2 separate regions of the Macaca mulatta genome follow, and region 2 is linked to region 1. Evidence: chromatin contacts called from public Hi-C data. All regions are on one chromosome and are shown on one strand. Each heading gives the region's core, a stretch centred on a gene start, on an enhancer-like site or on the middle of the called end of the contact. The rest is flanking DNA. Distances are from core to core; before and after follow the strand shown.

Region 1 (7,479 bases), core at 3,406-5,905:
GTTAATCTGTGACCCTACCCCCAACCTTGTCCTTGCAAGAGACATGTGCTGTGGTGACTCAAGGTTTAAAGGATTTTGGGCTGTGCAGGGTGTGCTTTGTTAAACAAGTGCCTGAAGGCACCTTGCTGGTTAAAAGTCATCACCATTCTCTTAATCTCAAGTACCCAGGGACATGTACACTGCCAAAGGTCTCAGGGACCTCTGCCTAGGAAAGCTAGGTATTGTCCAAGGTTTCTCCCCATGTAATAGTCTGAAATGTGGCCTCGTGGGAGGGGAAAGACCTGATCGTCCCCCAGCCTGACACCCATGAAGGGTCTGTGCTGAGGAGGACCAGTACAAGAGGAAAGAAGGCCTCTTGGTGGTTGTTGGCAGTTGAGATAGAGAAAAGCATCTGTCTCCTGCCCGTCCCTGGGCAATGGAACATCTTGGTGTAAAACCCGATTGTATGTTCTGTTTACTGAGAAAGGAGAAAACCGCCTTAGGGCGAAAGGTGGGACTTGCTAGCGCAGTGCTGCTCTTTATGCACTAAAAAGGTTTATGAAGATGTTTGCATATGCATATCAAGGCACAGCACTTTTCCTTAAACTTGTGTCACAGAGATCTTTATTCATATGTCTCACTGCTGACCTTCTCCCTACGAGGATCCTATTATCCTGCCACTTCCCTAAGATGGTAAAGATAATTATCAATAAATACTAAGGGAACTGAGAGACTGGTGCCGGAGTGGGTCCTCTGTATGCTGAGCGGCGGTCCCCTGGGCCCACTTTTTCTTTCTCTATACTTTGTCTCTGTGTCTCATTTCTTTTCTCAAGTCTCTTTCCACCTAACAAGGAACGCCCACAGGTGTGGAGGGGCAGGCCACCCCTTCATATAGTCCCAGCTACTCAGGAGGCTGAGGAGGGATGATCACTTGAGCCCAAGAGTATGAATCCAGCCTGGGTAACACAACAAGACTCTGTCCCTAAATAAATAAAAGTTAAAGATGAGAAAATGGACTCCAAAAGTTTAGATAATTTGCCTATGATCACATAGCTAAGAAGTGATGTTCTTACCTATGAGATAAGCAGGTCCTCATTTTACAGATACAGACAGTGAGGTTTAGAAAATCATGGCCAGGCGCGGTGGCTCACACCTGTAATCCCAGCACTTTGGGAGGCTGAGCCGGGTGGATCAACAGGTCAGGAGTTCGAGACCAGCCTTACCAACATGGTGAAACCCCATCTCTATTAAAAATACAAAAAAAAATTAGCCGGGCATGGCAGTGCACACCTGCACCTGTAATCCCAGCTACTGAGGAGGCGGAGACAGGAGAATCACTTGAACCTAGGGGGCACAGGTTGCAGTGAGCCAAGACTGCGCCACTGTATTCCAGCCTGGGCAACAGAGCGAGACTCCATCTCAAAAAAAAAAAAAAAAGAAAGAAAGAAAATCATGTATATGGGGCCGAGCGCGGTGGCTCATGCCTGTAATCCCAGAACTTTGGGAGGCTGAGGCCAGTGGATCACCTGAGGTCAGATGTTCCAGACCAGCCTGGCCAACATAGTAAAACACCATCTCTACTAAAAATACAAAAAATTAGCCGGGCGTGGTGGGGGGCCCCTGCAATCCCAGCTACTCAGGAGGCTGAGGCAGGAGAATCACTTGAACCTGGGAGGCAGAGATTGCAGTGAGCTGAGATTGGGCCACTGCACTCCAACCCCGGGCGACAGTGCAAGACTCCGTCTCAAAAGAAAAAAAAAAAAGAAAATCATGCATGTGGGTCAGGTGCAGTGGCTCACGCCTGTAATCCCAGCACTTTGGGAGGCCGAGGTGGGCAGATCAAGAAGTCAGGAGTTCAAGACCATCCTGACCAATATGGTGACACTCCGTCTCTTCTAAAAATACAACAATTAGCCGGGCGTGGTGGCACACACCTGTAGTCCCAGCTACTTGGGAGGTTGAGGGAGAACAACCGCTTGAACCAGGGAGGTGGAGGTTGCAGTGAGCCAAGATCACGCCACTGCACTCCAGCCTGGGCGACAGAGTGAGACTCTGTCTCAAAAAAAAAAAAAGAAAAGAAAAAGAAAAAGAAAGGAAAATCATATATGTGGCCAGGCGAGGTGGCTCAAGCTTGTAATTCCAACATTCTGGGAGGCTGAGGCAGGAGGATCACTTGATGTTAGGAGTTTGAGACCAGCCTGAGCAACATAGTGAAACCCATTCTCTACTAAATATTACAAAACAAAAAATATATGTTTTACAGATACAGACACTAAGACTTTGGGAATCATACCACACCTATTTGTACTTTGGAAAATTACAGACGATTCCCTTCCAACCACAGTAGTTTGAGATTCAAAAGGTCACATAGACATGCTATTAAGGAAATGACCAGGGCCAGGTGCCGTGGCTCACACCTATAATCCCAGCATTTTGGGAGACTGAGGTGGGTGGATTGCCCAAGCCCAGAAGTTTAAGACCAGCCATGGCAACATGGCAAAACCGTCTTGACAAAAAATACAAAAATCAGCCCAGTGTGGTAGTGCGCACCTGTAGTCCCAGCTACTCAGGAGGCTGAGGTGGGAGGATGGCTTGAGCCTGGGAGGGTAAGGAGTGAGCTATGATTGTGCTACTACACTGGGTGACAAAGTGAGATCCTGTTTCAAAATAAAGAATGAATGAATACATAAGTAAATAAAACCAGTCTGGCCAAAATGGTGAAACCCCATCTCTACTACAAATGCAAAAATCAGCGCCGGGCGTGGTGGCTCACCACTTTGGGAGGCTGAGGCGGGTAGATCATCTGAAGTCAGGAGTTCAAGACCAGCCTGGCCAACATGGTGAAACTCCATCTCTACTAAAAATACAAAAATTAGCCTGGCATGGTGATGCGTGCCTGTAATCCCAGGTACCAGGGAGGCTGAGGCAGGAGGATTGCTTGAACCCAGGAGGCAGAGGTTGTAGTGAGCCAAGGTCGTGTCACTGCACTCCAGCCTAGGCAACAGAACAAGACGCCACCTCAAAAAAAAAAATGCCTTTCAACAGTCCTTGTCCTGCTTCACTTTTTACAGGTTTTGCCCCACAAATCATATGAAATAAGAGAACAGTGAAATACTGTTGGTCTGGATACTTAATCTGATGTGCAGAAGGAACAGCCCCAAATCCTGAGATCCATTCTTTTATATAACTAGATATGGAAGAGATAAGATTCTTTGATGAGACTTTATTTATTTATTTAATTATTTTTGAGATGGAGTCTCGCTCTGTCACCCAGGCTTGCGTGCAGTGGTGCAATCTCGGCTCACTGCAACCTCTGACTCCTGGGTTGAAGTGATTCTCCTGCTTTAGCCTCCTGAATAGCTGGGACTACAGGTGTGCATCACCACTTCTGGCTGATTTTTGTATTTTAGCAGAGACGGGGTTTCACCATATTAACCAGGCTGGTCTCGAACTGCTGACCTCATGCAATCCGCCTGCCTCGGGCTCCCAAAGTGTTGGGATTACAGGCCACTGCACCCAGCCACTTAATTTCTTTTAACAAAGACATGAGAATTATGAATACATGGATGAATCATTTCGCCCTTGTATCATTCCTTTTTTTTTTCTCATCACTATACCAACGAGGACCTTCTATCATTCTTAAAATAAAAAAGAAACAGAAATCCCCGCGCAGTACTTCCCAAACGAAAGCGGTAGGTGTCCATCTGTCAGGCTATATTAAACCAGGAAGAGAATTTTCGTTTCAAAATAGTTTCTTCTATTGGCGCTTTCTCCTCGTGAAATATTTACAGGAAACATACATTTAAAATGGAATGAAAGCAGAAACATACAGTAATCCAAGCAAAACTCAACAACGTCCATTCTTTATTTTGCACAAGACGGTCTACATTACCCTTTCCATTAAAAAAAGACTGAAAATCTGGGGCTGAAGTAAAACACCCATGACATGCCAGTTGGAGCTAGGAATGTAGCTTTGTGTCAGCAGGAGACCAAGTGTGAGTGGTGGTTCTGGCTTGCTAAGTGGATACTTGAGCTTTCGTTCCCATTTATGAGCTTCCTAGGTTCATAAAACGGACAGACCAAAGAAGTCTGCCCGTAGTATGTTTATTTTTCAGAGTAGTCTAGCATATGTTTCTCAAGAATGGTCTGCAAATCTCTTGCATCAGAATCACCAGAGAAATTTGTTTAAATAGAGATTAAAGGGATATATGTCAGATTTACTGATTCAAAATCTCTGGTAGTTGGGAACCCAGGAATCTTCATTTTAAAACTTAAACCAAGTGATTCTTACGCTCAACAAAGTGTGCAGGAATTGGCCCCGTGATCTTGGCTTTTTAATCACACCATGCCTCAATTTCTCCCTTCTGCACAAGAAAACAAGAGTTCCTGGATATCTTGCGAGTTAGTACTCTTCTGCCTAGCCAGATTCAGAGACATAGCCGCTAAGAGGTGACTCGGGGCTCCCCTGAGCTCCCCTCATTCCTGGTGAATTGTAAATTCAATCAGAGAAGAGAGAGAGGAAGAGATTTCCGATACTTAAAGACTACCCTCTGGATCCTAGAGATTTTGCCCGTACAACTGTGTATCAGATTTCAGGGCGCGTTCGGCTAATAATGTTTCCCGCCAGCCGCCGTCGTTCGTCTAGTGACGCAACAAGGCGTACTCTCTGGCCCTTGTCACTCGACTACCAAGATGGCTGCCCCCAAGAGCTGCGCTCTATGGAGCTATTGCGGCCGTGGGTGGTCGCGGGCGATGCGGGGCTGCCAGCTCCTCGGCCTTCGTAGCTCTTGGCCGGGGGCCTCACTAAGTGCTCGGCTCTTGTCCCAAGAGAAGCGGGCAACGGAAACGCACTTCGGGTTTGAGACTGTGCCGGAAGAGGAGAAGGGGGGCAAAGGTGAAAGGGGCGAGAGGGCGGATGGAGGGATCTGACCGTCCACGGTCTGGTTTCTTCTGGCCAGTTAGGGTTGATTTAACATCCAGTTAGTTCCAGTGTTGTTGTCTGTGCAGTTCTGATTTCTTTTTTTTCTTTTTTTTTTTTTTTTTTGTGACGGAATTTCGCTCTTGTTGCCCAGGCTGGAGTGCAATGGCGCGATTTTGGCTCAGTGCAACCTGCGGCTCCCGGGTTCAAGCGATTCTCCTGCCTCAGCCTCCCAAGTAGCTGGGATTACAGGCGCCCGCCACCACGCCCGGCTAACTTTTTTGTATTCTTGCCAGAGATGGGGTTTCATGAGGCTGGTTTCGAACTCCTGACGTCAGGTGATTCACCCACCTCGGCCTCCCAAAATGCTGGGATTACAGGCGAGAGCCACCGCGCCCAGCCAGACGCCCCCTTTTTTTTTTTTTTTTTTTTTTTTGAGACGGAGTCTCGCTCTGTCGCCCAGGCTGGAGTGCAGTGGCGCGATCTCGGCTCACTGCAAGCTCCGCCTCCCGGGTTCACGCCATTCTCCTGCCTCAGCCTCCCGAGTAGCTGGGACTACAGGCGCCCACAACCGCGCCCGGCTAATTTTTTGTATTTTTAGTAGAGACGGGGTTTCACCGTGGTCTGGATCTCCTGACCTTGTGATCCGCCCGCCTCGGCCTCCCAAAGTGCTGGGATTACAGGCGTGAGCCACCGCGCCCGGCCAGACGCCCCCTTTTTAAAAGCAGAATAATGATGACTAAATCCCATCAACTGAGCGTTTGTGATGTGCCAGGCAACGTACAGACATTATTTTCATTTCTCATTTTCTTTTTTTTTTTTTTTTTTTTTTTTTTGAGACTGAGTCTGGCTCTGTTGCCCAGGCTGGAGTGCAGTGGCCGGATCTCAGCTCACTGCAAGCTCCGCCTCCCGGGTTTACGCCATTCTCCTGCCTCAGCCTCCCGAGTGGCTGGGACCACAGGCGCCCGCCACCTCGCCCGGCTAGTTTTTTGTATTTTTTAGTAGAGACGGGGTTTCACCGTGTTAGCCAGGATGGTCTCGATCTCCTGACCTTGTGATCTGCCCGTCTCAGCCTCCCAAAGTGCTGGGATTACAGGCTTGAGCCACCGCTCCCGGCTTCATTTCTCATTTTCAACATTCCAGTTGTGTGTATTGTTATTACCATATTACACGTAAGGAAATTGAGACTTAAAGGTTAAGCAAGAAGTTGCCCGGTTGGAACATATCTAGTAAGTGGCGGAACCAGTATTCAAACCCAGTTTAATCAGAGTCTGAAGCCCACGTTCTTTATCTCTAGAGAAAAATAGGTTTTTTTGTTTTGTTTGTTTGTTTGTTTATTTATTTATTTATTTATTTATTTTGAGACGGAGTTTCTCTCTTGTTGCCCAGGCTGGAGTGCAATGGAACAGTCTTGGCTCACTGCACCTCAGCCTCCTGGGTTCAAATGATTCTCCTGCCTCAGCCTCCCGAGTAGCTGGGATTACAGGCATGCGCCACCATGCCCGACTAATTTTGTATTTTTAGTAGAGACGGGGTTTCTCCATGTTGGTCAGGCTGGTCTCGAACAGGTGATCCAGCCGCCTTGGCCTACCAAAGTGCTGGGATTACAGGCATGAGCCACCACCCCCAGCCTGTTAAGAAAGAAAGAAAGGAAAGAAGGAAGGAGAGAAACTATCTTCTGTGTGCCTCAGCTTCCAAATTTGTCAAGTAGGACTAATAGTAACCCTTCTTCTCCGAGTTCTTGTGAGTATCAGAATACTTGATATATGAAAGCACTTTAAACAGTCCCTGGCACTTAGTAATTGTTCAATAATGTTGAGCAGTTTCTTTTTGTCAGCCCTGTGCCACAGGCATAGGAAAGGAAAAGGAGTGTTTTTAAACTCTACTAGTACTATTTATAATGATGAAGGAATTGGCCCATTTTACAGAGATATAAGGTGAGGCTCTGAGAGGTTTCTTTACTGAGTCACCCAGGAAATGCCCACAGTGGAATTTCCCATCCCCTTAAAGTCTACCCACCTCAACCTTGCTAATACATAGCGCTACTTTAACACTTTGAATGTCAAATTCAAATTATTATTTGTTTCAGATGACTGAATGGCCAGAAAGCCAGGACAGTGGTTCATTCATTCCTATTTCCTCAGTGCTTGATGCACATTAGGAGCTTGATAACTGCTTATGGAATGAAATAAGTGGAGCCAAGTACAATAATACCAACCATTTCATTTTATTTTATTTTTTACTTTTAAGACTAGTCAAGTGCAGTAGCAAGCACTTATTAAGGTCCTGAAACTTTCTAAAATACTTCACATTAATTCTTATAAATAAAACTGTAGGATAAGAACTATTAGCCCAGTTTTTTTTCGAGATGGAGTCTCGCTCTATTGCCCAGGCTGGAGTCCAGTGGTTTGATCTTGGCTCACTGCAACCTCCACCTCCCAGGTTCAAGTGATTCTCCTGTCTCAGCCTCTCAAGTAGCTGGGATTATAGGTGTCTGCCTCTGGGCCCTGTTTTTGTATTTTTAGTAGAGACGGGGTTTCTTTTTTTTTTTGAGACGGAGTCTTGCTCTGTCGCCCAAGCTG
Region 2 (6,961 bases), core at 1,260-3,759, 60 kb before region 1:
CAGATCTTGCAAAAATCAGTTGTGAAAGCTGCCTCCATTACAGACCTCACAGGACCAGCCAAGGCTAAGACATTTCTACAAATAATCAGGGATGGGCATAAAGACTAAGCTACAAAGCCATACATCAAAGTACTGGGCATAACAAGAAAACCTGGAAATAATGTAAACGTCTACCAGGAGATACTGACCAACTTCACAGTGGTACATCCAAACAATGCATTACTGCACAGCTGAAAAAACAGTATCGTAGCTGAACAGTTGACATGAAAATATAGCGAAACAGCCAGGCGTGGTGGCTCACGCCTATAATCCCAAAATCCCAGCACTTTGGGAGGCCAAGGTGGGTGGATTACCTGAGGTCAGGAGTTCGAGACCAGCCTGGCCAACATGGTGAACCCCTATCCCTACTAAAAATACAAAAATTAGCCAGTTGTGGTGGCACGCGCCTGCAGTCCCAGCTACTTGGGAAGCTGAGACAGGAGAATCGCCTGAACCCGGGAGGCAGAGGTTGCAGTGAACTGAGATCACGCCCCTGCACTCCAGCTTGGGCAATAGAGACTCCGTCTCGAAAGTAAATAAATAAATACAAAAATTAGCTGGTCGTGGTGGCGGGTGCCTGTAACCCCAGCTACTCGGGAGGCTGAGGCAGGAGAATCGCTTGAACTCAGGAGACGGAGGTTGCAGCGAGCCGAAATCGTGCCATTTCACTCCAGCCTGGGCAACAAGAGCAAGACTCTGTCTTAAAAACAAAAAAAGAAAAAAGAAAATAGAGCCAAAACAACAGGAATCAATCTTACAATCATGTTGAGCAAAAGAAGGCAAACACAAAAGAAAACATGCTGGAGGACATTTATATAAAATTTAAGAACAGGCAAAACTAATCTAGCAGGGTAGAAATGGTAATAGTGGCAGTAAGGGAGTTTGACTGGAAGAGGGATCAGGGAACCTTCTGGGATACTGGAAGTGCTCTTTAATCTTGGAGGTGGTTATAGAAGTCTACGCATATGTAAAAATTCATTGAGATGTACACTTAAGAATATGTATTTTGGCCGGGCGCGGTGGCTCAAGCCTGTAATCCCAGCACTTTGGGAGGCCGAGACGGGCGGATCACGAAGTCAGGAGATCGAGACCATCCTGGCTAACACAGTGAAACCCCGTCTCTACTAAAAATACAAAAACTTAGCCGGGCGAGGTGGCGGGCGCCTGTAGTCCCAGCTACTCGGGAGGCTGAGGCAGGAGAATGGCGTAAACCCGGGAGGCGGAGCTTGCAGTGAGCTGAGATCCGGCCACTGCAGTCCAGCCTGGGTGACAGAGCGAGACTCCGTCTCAAAAAAAAAAAAAAAAAAAAAAAGAATATGTATTTTATGTAATACCACATAAGACTTTTTTAAAAAAATACTTAAAAAGAAAATAAAAGAAAAAACATAATTTAACAGAGGGCATAGTTCTCAAACTGTTTTCTCTGTCTCAGGACCCCTTTACACACGTTACTGAGGATCCCCAAGAGCTTTTAGTTTTGTGGGTTATATTTACTATGGACATTAAAGTTGAGAAATGTTTAAAAAAAATACACAATTCCATTAGCTGTTAGAGCAGTGATATCATCACGTCAAGCAGCCTCTGGAAAACTTGACTGTTCACTCTGAGAGAATGAAAAAGACAAGTAACATCTTAGTATTATTATGAAAGTAATTTTGGCTTCGGGGACTCCTAAACCGAGTGAGTTTAGGAAATCTCAGGGGTCCCCAGACGACACTTTGAGAACCGCTGGCCCAGGGGGAAAATGACAGAAGAAAACACACTACACGACAACAGTTATTCTCTCTCAGTGCTGGGATTATAATTTATTTGCTTCTTTGTGCTTTTCTGTTAAAAAAAAAAAAATAAAAAGGAAAGGAAAACAGAAATGGAAAATACAATGACCACGTATTGTTTCTGCGAACAAAAAATGAGACAGCACACTCGCCTCCCTAAGATTTTTGAAAGGCCCAAACAGCAATAGCACATTTAGCTGCATGGAAGAATTAAACTGAGCTCAAACCTGAAAATAAGAGTCCGATTTCCCGTTTGTCAATCCCTGGGCTGTGAAGTGCAGGGTCTTGCCCTCAAAAACTCCACGGTTCACCTTGGGGAGAGAATGTACTCGCATACATACCTGTGCTGCAAGGTTCCCAGGGCCCCAAGGGCAGCGGTTGCATCCTACACAGTATTGTAAACTCCGGTGTGCAGCAAAACCACCCATCGCAGCTGCAAGCCGCTCCAAACCGCTCCCAGCCGCTCCAAGCCGAAGTTCAGCCCTCAAACTAGTCAGAGACCCTCCGCAGGACGCATGCGCGCTTACAAACGCAGAGTTAGGTGGGGCTTGAGGGAGACTGACACAGAGTTCGGCCTCTCAACTTTCTAGCTCCGCCCGCATGTCCTGTCTCCTTCTCTGAATGGCTGAAAGGCTGCGGAAGTAAGCTTCCCACGGGCCGCGGACGGAACCCACATCCGGTTTGCACAGCGATCCCGACGGCGCGGAGGCAGCTATGGTGCGGTTCAAGCACAGGTAAGCATTCCCTTCCAGACCCACCCAGCGCCTTGCCAGGTCCCCGCGGCGCCGCTAGCGCCCACCTTCCTCTCGCCTGCCGCAGGTACCTGCTCTGCGAATTGGTGTCTGACGACCCCCGCTGCCGCCTAAGCCTCGATGACCGAGTTCTGAGCAGCCTCGTACGGGACACTATCGCCAGGGTGCACGGGACTTTCGGCGCAGCCGCCTGCTCCATCGGCTTCGCGGGTGCGAGAGCGTTGGGGGAAGAGGGGAACCCGGGAGGATGGCGGGACGTGGAGGGGGCAGGCGCCGGAGGAAGAAAGAAGGGGCACGAGTGGCCAAGCCCGTGCATCGTTTTTTGTAAGGTATCTCTTTAAGCGCCGGGGACCGCAAGCGAGAGATCCACACGAGTCCGAAATTAGCAGAGAGCTAAAAGGAGGGGCCCGAAGGCAGTGGGTCTTTGAGCTAGAGGCCTCTTTTTGCCTGCTTGACAGGTAATTTCTGTAATTGGTTGTGATTGAATTTGATAGGATAGAGAATTAAATGAGGGAAGCTGTATCTAGTTCCTAGTAAGAGCTATTATGACCGATTACATTAACATCACATGGAAAAAAATTGTCGAAAGTATCCTTGGGAATGCCCTTAGTTGGTAAAGTACAGAACACATGATCGTCAATATATGTGAATACAGGATGAGCCGGGACAAAGAGGGGCCCGGGGCCCTTCTTCCACACCATTTATATTAGTTCCCCCTTTTACCTTGCTTGAGGATTGACTTCTGGAGAGTTAAATGCAGATAGGCTTAACTCATCCTTAAGTCAGGTGAGACTCAGCTGACTGCTACAAGAATTACAGAGCCCAACTGCAGTAAAACAGCCTATTTTTCAGGCGAGGGTTTTTCCTAAATTAAAATGGATCGCCCTCCTACCTGCTCCTATTTATTGAATTAACTAGTGAATTAGAAAGCATGTTAGATTCTAAATTCATTCACCAGTTCTGAGTGGTGTGCAACACAGTGGGTGTTTTGGCTTTTCTCTTTTACTCGCTGAAAGATCCTACGTGCCACTTGTGCTCTGTTACTCTAAAGTTTTTTTGTTTTTTTTTTTTTTTTTGAGACAGTCTTCTGTTGCCCAGGCTGCTGGAGTGCAGCAGGGAGATCACAGGTCACTGCTGCCCCCACCTCCTGGGTTCAGGCGATTCTCATGACTCAGTCTCCTGAGTGGCTGGAATTACATGCGTGCACCACCACGCCCGGCTAATTTTTGTATTTTTAGTAGAGACGGGTTTTCATCATGTTGGCCAGGCTGGCCTCGAACTCCTGACGTAAAGTGATCTGCCCGCCTCAGCCTCCCAAAGTGCTGGGATTACAGGTGTGAGCCACCACACACAGCAAAATTTTCCGAAATGATTTTTTTTTCCCTGTTGTAGTTCGATACCTCAATGCCTATACTGGAATAGTGCTACTTCGATGCAGAAAAGAGTTCTATCAGCTTGTGTGGTCAGCTCTTCCCTTCATCACATACCTGGAGAACAAAGGACACCGTTACCCATGCTTTTTCAACACGTTACATGTGGGAGGTAGGAGTGACGTGATACGGCTACTGATTTTCAATAGGTGACATGTTCAGAGTTCAGTCTAGACTGGTGGGTGGGTCTTCCTGCTGTCCCGCTAACAAGACACTTCCCCTACCTCTGAAAGTAAGGTCGAGACCTTTCACAAGCTGTTGACCGCAGTAACTCACATGCCAGGTACAATAAGAACATGTCAGAAGTTCCTAATTCAGTACAACAGGAGACAGCTGTTGATCTTGTTGCAGAACTGCACTGATGAAGGTAAGCAATACTAGCCCAGTGCCCGCTGAGCAGTGACTGACCTCGAGCTGAAGAAATCACTCCCAAAGACATCTTTCATCCCTATCTGCCTTCTCCAGGAGAGCGGGAAGCTATCCAGAAGTCTGTGACAAGAAGCTGCTTACTAGAGGAGGAGGAAGAGTCAGGTGAGGAGGCTGCAGAAGCAATGGAGTGACCCTCTGCTCACCACACAGCAGGCTACACTGCTCAGGCTTCGGGCCCACTTGTTGAACAGAACAATCTGGGTAGCAACAGCATCTTCTACAGTTTTCCAAGCTGGATAGCTGCCAACCAGCGGACATGTTACCCACTTGAAATAGAGTACTCAGTTAAACTGAAGTTGCCTTTACCTAGCATTCCCTGGTTAAGTGTTGCAGGTTGTGAACTCTATGTAGACATCTTTATTGCTTGGCTAAGAGTAGATTTAATAAATGTATTTGGTTTCCGTGGCATTTAGTATACTTATGTTACAAAAAGGGCTTATGGAGTCCATGCTTGGCTAAGTCTCTGTTCTCTATCCCTAGCCTTGGTGGGAAGAGTGACTCCCTGTGTGGTACTAAACTTTTTTATTGAGACAGTCTCACTCTGTCACCCAGGCTGGAGTGTACTGGCCCAATCTCGGCTCACTGCAACCTCCACCTCCCGGGTTCAAGCAATTCTCCCACCTCAGCCTTCCAAGTAGCTGGGATTACAGACGTGCACCACCACACCTGGCTAATTTTTGTATTTTTAGTAGAGACAGGGTTTTGCCATGTTGGCCAGGCTGCTGTTGAACTCCTGGCCTCAAGTGATTGGCCTGCCTTGGCCTCCCAAAGTGCTGGGATTAAAGGCGTGAGCCACTGTGCCTGGCCTAAATTTTCAATACTTAGCCTTCTACCTGAAGCTGTGTACCCCCGGCCCCAAGATGGGCCCTAAGCAAGACAAGTCATTTGGAATAGAAATATTAGCTGAGACACAGCAAATGAACTGGCAGAGATCTATAGTCCGTCTCAGTACTGAACCACAGGGTCTTATAGATACCAGATTCCTTGCCAACAGTTAATCAGGTAACTGCAAAAATGCAACTTTGGGCCGGGCGCGGTGGCTCATGCCTGTAATCCCAGCACTTTGGGAGGCTGAGGCAGGCGGATCACGAGGTCAGGAGATCAAGACCATCCTGCCTAACACGGTGACACCCTGTCTCCACTACAAACACAAAAAATTAGCCGGGCATGGTGGCAGGTGCCTGTAATCCCAGCTACTCAGGAGGCTGAGGCAGGAGAATGGCATGAACCCAGGAGGCGGAGCTTGCAGTGAGCTGAGATTGCGCCACTGCACTCCAGCCTGGGTGACACAGGGAGACTCCATCTCAAACAAACAATGCAACTTTTGCAGTTGGGGTTGGGGGGGCTGGCCTCACCTGACATCATTATTGCATGGTCATGTAGCAGCTGCCCACTTAAGAAACTTAAGGTAGTTTTTTGTAGTTCTACTCTTCCTCATTTAAGCGCCTTACCCTGAAGACAAGTCAGACTGCCATACTCACAGAAAGTAGGAACGGCAAGAGACTTATGATCCAGATTTGGTGTACTACCTACCGACATTTCTGGGATCTGTTTTCTCCGTAATACAATGGATGAGACTGAAAGTACCATACACATTTAACAGAAATACTGGTGATTTTGGCTTCAACATGCCCCCTCATCTTGAGACCAGAACACCCTCATCCATCCAGGAAATTTCCTGATAGGATTTCTTTTAAAATGGCAGGTTAAAGCTAAGCCCAGCTCTAGAACCATTTAAACCTGACACCAGAAAAGACAGCCCACAATATCACAGTAGCTGTCACGTTAACCTATTCAAGAAGTAACTTGTCTAGCTCACCTGTAATGAACTTAACAAAAAGCTCACATTGCTTGTGCAGGTGATTTATTGTGACTATTTGCCTTCGCATTCTAACACACCTAGAGGTCACTTTATTAAGCAGAAAAAGAATTTACATCAAATTCAGCTCAAACCAAGGCATAAGAAGACTGCTCTAGATTAGAGGGAGATGGTGGCAATGCTACCACTTCAGATGGCCCTGCTCTGCTGCAGCTGTACCACACTCCTGTTCCTATGACTCAAGCCAGTCACCTAAAACAAGCTCAATCTTAGGGGTAGCAGGTCTCAGGGCTTCATGAGTTACAGCTTTCCTTACCAATGCAAGCCATGCCCAAGAAAAGGCAAAACCCTCCTTTCACACATGCAAGTGCCAGGGACAGCCTACTCCATTAAGCTGGTACCACAGACTGGCCATGTGTCAGAAGAAAAGTAAACTGCAATACAAACTGGGTGTCCTAAATCCATTTTATTCCCACCCATTTCTTTAACAAGAAGAACTAAATAGGTAGTAAAGATTCAGCTGTTTTTTAAAAGACAGAGGTGTGCTGAGCCCAGGAAGGCCTGACATGATGCTACAGCAGAGCAGTGTGTGCACCATTCCGGGTTGGACTGCTCTAATGCATCTCGAAGGGATTCAATCTTATTTTGGGTTGAGAAAAATTAATTACACATGGGTCAAAAAGACTAAACTGGCAATGAACTAAAAACCGTGGCAGG

What was found. Hi-C and Micro-C count contacts between places; a contact is called where the count stands out from the background.
Region 2: a contact with region 1 is called in a Hi-C map of blood, with 2.3 times the contacts expected there. The contact joins the promoter of POP5 here to the promoter of COQ5 in region 1. A contact is called at or near these places in 2 of 14 Hi-C or Micro-C datasets (blood and liver).

What each region holds. Positions count from the first base shown.
Region 1 is chr11:127,842,577-127,850,055 of T2T-MMU8v2.0, reverse strand. It overlaps COQ5 (coenzyme Q5, methyltransferase), which reads left to right and starts at 4,655. Exons shown (of 6, transcript XM_077955428.1): 1 at 4,655-4,873. The coding sequence starts at 4,672. All of the region lies in intron 1 of LOC144333152 (a long non-coding RNA gene), which reads left to right.
Region 2 is chr11:127,901,365-127,908,325 of T2T-MMU8v2.0, reverse strand. It overlaps POP5 (POP5 ribonuclease P/MRP subunit), which reads left to right and starts at 2,509. Exons shown (of 5, transcript NM_001266561.2): 1 at 2,509-2,548; 2 at 2,634-2,776; 3 at 3,959-4,108; 4 at 4,280-4,363; 5 at 4,462-4,828. The coding sequence starts at 2,529. The coding sequence ends at 4,556. RNF10 (ring finger protein 10) reads right to left here. Exons shown (of 17, transcript NM_001260820.1): 17 at 6,350-6,961.